2 separate regions of the Mus musculus genome follow, and region 2 is linked to region 1. The links are chromatin contacts, called in public Hi-C maps. All regions are on one chromosome and are shown on one strand. Each heading gives the region's core, a stretch centred on a gene start, on an enhancer-like site or on the middle of the called end of the contact. The rest is flanking DNA. Distances are from core to core; before and after follow the strand shown.

Region 1 (3,507 bases), core at 919-3,418:
TTCATGACACTCCTTGAATATAGACGGCATCATTTTCATCAGCTGGGGCCTGGACTGATAGATGCAAAGAGCGAGCGAGCACGGGCATGCATACATTCACTCTGTCTAAACTGTGGAAGTGACGGACCAGCTGCTTCAGAACGATGGACTGTACTCTGGAACTGAAAGCTAAATTAAGCCCTTTCTCACTTCTGTTGTATCTGTCTTATCACAGCGATGAGAAGTGAAACTAAGATGGTGAATCTGCCTATAACTTTGTGTAAAGGTTTAAACTGACATTTCTTAACAGGAATGTGTGGTATTTGATGTATTTCCCAGGGAAAACTTCCACTGCAAAGTTATCATGTAAGTCATCAGAGAGCTGTTTATAGTACGCATATAGTGCTTTTCTTTTCTGTCGTTAAGAGGAAGATTTAGTGTGGCCTACATCAAACCCTCTGGAATTGTCCAAGCGCTGATGACCAGCTTGTTTGCTGTCCAGGACTTTCCCAGCTCCAGGAAACTCACTGTGGTTATCAGGGTACCAGGCAGATTTAACACTGGTCAAACTTCTTAGTGTCTAGAGAGCAGTGGTTTTCAACTGGGGGTGGATGGGTGGGGGGTATCAAATGACCCTTTCTTGGGGGTTGCATATCCTGTATAACAGATATTTACATTATGCTTCACAGCAACAGCAAAATTACAGTTATGAAGTAGTAACAATAATAATTTTATGGTTGGGGGTCACAGCATGAAAATCATGTTAAATGGCTGCATGACTAAGGTTAAGAACCCAAAGCTACAATGTGTATGTGTGTGTGTGTGTGTGTGTGTGTGTGTGTGTACATGCTTGTGTGTATCCTTAAATGCACTTGTGTTCCAAATAAGATCTATTACTTTAGTACACTAAGGACACTACTTATTAAGACTTAGTTCAAGATAATGAAAGCTGCCAATTTTGTCATCTACTGTGTTATTTCTTCCAAAGACTAAAGCAGTCTTTCTTAGCTCCATACATTCAACAATATAAGATACTGTTTACTTTGAATTTTACTCCAGATTCTTTCTCTATAGTTTCAACTACAAAATTATTTTGTAAAATAGCTTCATAATTTTTCAACATACAAATATGAAATCTTTGCTTCACTAAAAACAAGTTTAAAGAACTATAAAATACCCATGCATTTGTTTCCCACATTTGAATAATCACCTAACTGATGAGTCATTGTCCCATGAGCTTCTGTCATCAATTTTGACCCCCTAGACCCCCAAAGTAATCTCCAAAAACTTTTAGGGGACTGAAAGTTCCCCTTCACACACTCCACAGACGCCCCTAAACCTTACAGCGTTTTCCTCTCAGACTTCCAAGTTATCAAACAAAATGAATCTCATAATCTAATGTTGATGTCAATATTCATATTTTATGGTTGTTTATGTAAAATTAGTTTGCAAGAATCAAGATTAATATAATTGGTTACTGTGTATTGTAAATTTCTCAAATGAAAAACAGTTTTTATGCACCCTGATTTCTGCTGTTGTTAAAACCCTGCCCTAGTGAAGAAAAGGCCTGTCTCCTTGCTAATGCAGCTTGGGGCTACATCAGTGTTGCTGATAAACTGGAACTTACCTTTCCTCCTTCAAAAAAACCTTTTTAACTCTCTCACCGATTCCTACACAGTTTATAGAAGCCCAGCTTCTTCTTAAGAAAAGCACAGCATTTGCTATCAGTTTGCAAGAATACTTCTATCAATCTATGAGTGAATGTAGAAATTATCTTACCTTTAAACTCTGTCTTAGGAAATATATATACATGTAAACAAATACACAGCCTGAAAATCCAACTTTTTTGGCCTATAAATAATATCTAGCCTTTAAGGTCTGCCTTAAAAAACATTCACATATGTATTTCCTCAATTTTAGCTGGTCTCAAATTACCAATTTCTTTATACTAACCATCCTCTCCAGAATAGAACCCCTTTAAACATACAGATTAATATATTCTGTCCGAAAATTCAAGCAGTGCAGAAAACAAAACAAACAGTTGTATTATTCTGCAGCAAGCCTCTTTCCCAGAGGCAAATCACACTGACAGCTGCTCAAAGACCCGTGGAGACTCTGTCTATGAGAGTGCTTGCGTTTCCTCAAGTATGTTTTGTCACACCAATAGGACTGTGTTCTACTCTCCTGTGACTTGATGTTCTTCCTCCTCCTCTGCTATTACAGAAGTCTATCTTCCTCTTTTTATATATGTACAGTATGTCTACTGTGTGGCTGTTCCATGATTATTTACTCACTGCCTATAAATGAGTATTTAAGTATTTCAATTCTTGCTCTATTTTACTAAAGCATATCTCATTTGGATCTATTACTTGGTAAAAAAAAAAAAAACCAGATCAGTGTTTTTTCTGATACAAATAAAAGACTACATCAGCCATTAAATCAAAATTCCTAGGCAAAGACAACAAACAGAATCAGAACTTGATTAAATTCCTATCAACAGAGACATGATTAATCTGCTATGATGGAAAGCTCTAAGAAGCTCTTTGAGACACTGATATTTAGATGAGAATCCAAACAAATTAAAAGCCAGAAAATCAATATGGGCACGCATCCCTGGAAATAAGTGCATCTCCTTGCTGAGCCCTGCCTTTTAGGTCGTGTAATTATGAAGATCAGCATCTATGAAGTTTCTTAATGCTTACAGACAACCACCAAGAATATTACAAAGTGTGTGTGTATTAACAGGCTAACACAGTAAGTATCTAGGTTTGAAACTATGATTACCACCACAGGACAAATGAAGAAGCCAGGGAACAGGGAATAGGAGAGGTGACACCACTCTCGCTCTGTATTCCTTTCCTTCCACTGACAGCAGCTCAGACTCACAATGGACCTTCCGAAATGGACAGCTATGACTGAGTGGCAAGTAAGTTAGTATCTGTGGCAAGGCATGCTCAGACTCTCAGGTCACTGCAATGAAGTACAGCCACAGTGGGGCCACACCACTGCAATGAGCACCCAGAACTGATGGTCTTCTTAGTATCAGAAGCTGCCTGGAGATACAGGACAAGGAATGGACTACATATGGAAAGCAAGCTTTATTCTACTTTCTTCCCATAGAAGAATTTTCTCCAGAACCCTCAGAAAGATAGACACTTGCTCTCTTCTTGAAGCAAGCTCCTCCAATTGTGTCAACTATTTACAGAACAAGAGGTGGCTATTCCTTTGTTGGTTAGTATCTCTTCTTAGATAACCAAACAGATGCTACATCCAGATCAAACTGAGTTTTCAGCCAGGAAGAGCTCTTTTCAAAGAATTAATTTAAACACAACCTGTTGGTTTTATTCCTTGAGAAGGTCCCAACTGCACTGACAGACTAGACCAGCTGTCACTTAAGGCCTCTGCCTAGTGAGCGTCTGTGAACTCAGATGGGCTACAGGGCAGGTTAACTGGTAGTTTACAGCCTCAGAGAGCACAATCTTCCAAAGTGACACAGCCTCATCTTTAGGAAAGAATGCAAATGTCTGA
Region 2 (3,626 bases), core at 765-3,264, 87 kb after region 1:
GCAAAGTCCTGGTTGGTGTTCGACTGCATCTCAAGACAGAAAAGGCGCTGGAGAGATGCTCTGAAGTTAATTAAGCACTGCTTACTCTTCCAAAGTAGCTGAGCACCCTTGCTGGGTGACCCACAACTACCTGTAACTCCTATTCCAGGGAATGGATTGCCCTCTTGTCCCCACACACACACACACACACACACACACACACACACACACACGCACCTGGCATCACACCACAGAACATTAATGAATTACATGTACTCATGAAAAAAAATTTTTTAAGAAAAACTAACATTTAAAAGTGGAATGTTTGATACTTTATTTTAAAAGTGTCTTTTAATTTTGTATCTTTCTGTCCTATTTGAATTTATAATAAATGTGTAAGTACACACTTCAAAGGTACTGTTTTAAGGGCATCACCTATATTTAAAAAAAAAAATCAACCAAAAGTATCAAAGCAGTGAGATTACAGCCCTTTTAGTTTTGTTCTACATTTCTGTGTTTTATAAAAATATTCTGCGTTTCAAAAAGAAAACAACTACATACTCAGAAGGGGGATGGGGCAAAAAAAAGTTCAGTTCAGCATTTAGCAATCAGTGCCTATGTGGAGAGTTTCCCCGCCAGAGACTTCTTCCTAGATCCTTGCTCAAACAACCTCTCATCTTTGTCTCTAAGAAAATGAGCTGAGAGACAAGGTAAATACACAATGGACCTCAAAGCTGCGCCCTCGCTCTCGCTCTCTCTCTCGCTCTCTGTCTCTCTCTGCCCCTTATCATAAGGCACACAATACCCTTATCACTACTGTCTCCGACTGGCCCGCTGTAGTCTCTCCAAACAGACAGTCGACTTCATAGAAAACGTGACGTTTCACAAACCCCATTGTCTTGCGTTGTGTATCTTAAGAATATGAGAGATTCTTAAAACACTTGTTGAGTTACCGTACACTTCTTTTGGCCCGGGACTGTCTGTCCTCCGGGGACAAAACCGTGCCGAAAACAAAAACAAAAACAAAACTGTCTCACGAACGACAAAGCTGTCCCTAAAGCGACTCAAATGCAACTTGTCCCAGGCAGGCACACTCTGAACTGAAAAAGTTTTAAGCATGCCCACATCCAGGGTTGACCGCTACACAGAGTTTGCATAAGTTGAAGTACCACGGTTGCAAACACTGAGGGGTGAATTCACACCTCGTCCCCGCTTCCAAGTCCCCACCACCCATGCACTAAAAACTTCAGCTCTCGGGGTGAAGTCCTGCTAACAACCTGTAACTTCTTTGTCCTGGGTCCAATCACCCACCCTCCGCTCCGAACCCCGTAAACCACAATTCTCAAGTCCCAGACAGACCTGCTGCGAAGTGCAGGGGAGAAGACTTTCGGCCGGCCATGTCCTTGGCATTCACGTTCGCGGCGTCCACCAACCTCTTCACCCGGGACACGTCCCCATTCCGACAGGCCTCGAGCAGCTCCCGCAGGGCCCCACTCACGGCTGGGACCCCCGGGCCGAGGCCCGCCGCCCCGGCTCCCAAAGTTGCCGTGGAGCCAACTCCGGCCGCCTCGGGACTCTCCGCTAAGCTCGAGCCAGGGGAGGACGGGGAGGAAGACGAAGACGAAGTCGGGGAAGAAGCGGACGACGCGGAGTTGTTCCCGCCGCCGCCGCCGCCGCCGGCTGGGGTGGGAGCGACCCCGACGGCGGCGGAAGCTGCCGGGACCGCGGCCGGAGCAGCCACGGTGCAGACGGCGCCGTCCACCGGGTCGGGAGATCGCGGCCTGTCGGGCGGGTCCCGGCTGCCATCCCCCTCCGGCAGCGCCAGGCCGTGCCGCGGGGAGGCGAAGGGCGCCAGGCCGCCGGCCGTAGGCGAGGCAGGGGTGGGTCCCGGGGCCAAGCCCGGGCTGAGCGGCGGGGGAGGTGGCGGTGGCGGAGCCGAAGCCCCTGGGGCGGGCTGGAGCTGTTGCTGATGATGGTGGTGATGATGCTGAGAGCGACGCGACGCCGCCATCTTCCCACTCCCCCGTACTGTCACTGCGGCAACGGCGCCACCGCCCGCCCTCACTTCCGGATTCTGGACCAATCGGGATCCAACATACCCGGAAATGATTCCTGCCGAAGTGGGTGGAGTCCGAGAGAAGAAGGGAAGTATTGGAAGCTCAGAGAACAACCAGCCTGGGGGCGTGGCTTAGTAGTGGAGCGACGGGCTTTTGTGACGCCCTGGCGGGCTGGCTGGGCAGATTTGAAAGTTGTGGTGAGCCACTACCTGTCTGAGAAACTTCTGCCTTCCTTCACTTTCTGCGGGATTGCTTCGGTCGGCTTCAGTCTTCCCTCGGGTACCCGTCAGTCTGCGGTGTCTCCCTTCAGAAGAAGCTATTAAAGTGTAACTTATGCAAACATCTACCAAACGTCCTCGTCCGAAAATGGAATTAATAGTACCCACCTCACAAAGTTGTTTGCAGGAATGAAGTGAGCTAATGCATACAAACGCTCTGAAGAATAATTATAATTAGCACATTGGGAATATTTTTAAATGCAGTGTTAGATATCTCTCCACCTTACTGTCTCTTTGTACTGTCTCTTACGTCTCATTCTGACACGGGACAGGAGGGAAGGATAAGGGAACTTTATTCTCTAAGAGCATTTGTACTTAATACCGGAGAAAGGAATCCATGCACATACACACTGTCAATAGCTCAGTGTTGGGGTCTGAGAGTCGGATTATTGAATTTATACCCTAATACTGATTAGATCATGGACATAGCTCAGAATTATCTGAACTACATTATCTTTTTCTGTCAGCTTATAAAGGAAAACACACACACACAAACGACAATGAGATCTTTCTCAGGTGCAGGAAGTTCTGCCAGGTGATCAGGTCTGATTTAAGCCATTTTTGACATAACAGTTCATAATGACCTTTAATTTGATGGGCCCTATGTAAAGCTTTGTGGAATTCCTTAAGATTAACAAACCTCAGGACATACAGAACATAACAGGGGATGTGACCAGCATGACCCTTCTCTGAGTCAAACTATTTTTCTATGTCAAAGGCTGGTAGGCATATTACAGCAACAATATGAAATAGCTGGCAAGCATGGAACAAAATGGCCGCAACTATGCTAGTGGGTCAGGAGGACACACCGCTTGGTTTGTCTCTTCAGAGTTAAATCTGACTAAGGATGCTCTGAGAGGCATGCAAGACTCACTGGCATTGGGAGTATGCAAACCTAACTAGACAGAGAATAAGAAGGGACAGGAATGAGCAATGGGGGAGCGGGGTGGGGGAGGGGGAGCACCAGACGAGAATCTCGGAGACTGAGCAGACCACATGACATGAGAGACGTGGCCGTACTCTGGAATGACTGACTTCTTTCTTCTGCTTTGCTAGCGCAGAGACAACAGGTAAAGCAAGTCTCTAAAATGTTAATCCTGTCCTCTCAGATTACAGACACTTTGAAAAGAGCAGTTCAAAAATCTGTCCTGTCTCTGCTCCTTGGCGTTCGTGGCAATCGGCTGCACAAACTCTCATAGTCTGGTGAGAGTTTTCCCTGTAAGTTTTCTCACTCTGTGTATTAGTCTGGGTTCTCTAGAGTCACAGAACTTATGGAATGTCTCTATATAAGGGAATTTATTGTAATGACTTA

Evidence for each region. Hi-C and Micro-C count contacts between places; a contact is called where the count stands out from the background.
Region 2: a Hi-C map of bone marrow-derived macrophages shows a contact between it and region 1, with 2.3 times the contacts expected there. The contact joins the promoter of Tnks here to the enhancer-like site in region 1. A contact is called at or near these places in 8 of 39 promoter capture datasets (the 3T3-L1 cell line, 3T3-L1-derived adipocytes, the HPC-7 cell line and 4 more), 1 of 15 datasets of contacts at CTCF or cohesin (the NIH/3T3 cell line), 16 of 484 Hi-C or Micro-C datasets (the 3T3-L1 cell line, the BV-2 cell line, ECoMG-derived neutrophils and 9 more), 8 of 115 datasets of contacts at active chromatin or transcription factors (bone marrow-derived dendritic cells, bone marrow-derived macrophages, embryonic stem cells and 2 more) and 3 of 9 other capture datasets (adipose tissue, embryonic stem cells and macrophages).

Annotation. Positions count from the first base shown.
Region 1 is chr8:34,876,648-34,880,154 of GRCm38.p6, forward strand. All of the region lies in intron 5 of Tnks (tankyrase, TRF1-interacting ankyrin-related ADP-ribose polymerase), which reads right to left. Among named protein-coding and RNA genes, the nearest start is that of Dusp4, 71 kb to the left of the region's middle. Within about 2 kb of position 2,169, at least 19 of the 459 cell types and tissues checked have an H3K27ac peak or open chromatin away from gene starts, as enhancers often do. A contact at or near this core is called in bone marrow-derived macrophages and microglia, where this site is marked.
Region 2 is chr8:34,963,676-34,967,301 of GRCm38.p6, forward strand. Tnks (tankyrase, TRF1-interacting ankyrin-related ADP-ribose polymerase) reads right to left here and starts at 2,015. Exons shown (of 27, transcript NM_175091.3): 1 at 1,339-2,015. The coding sequence starts at 1,990.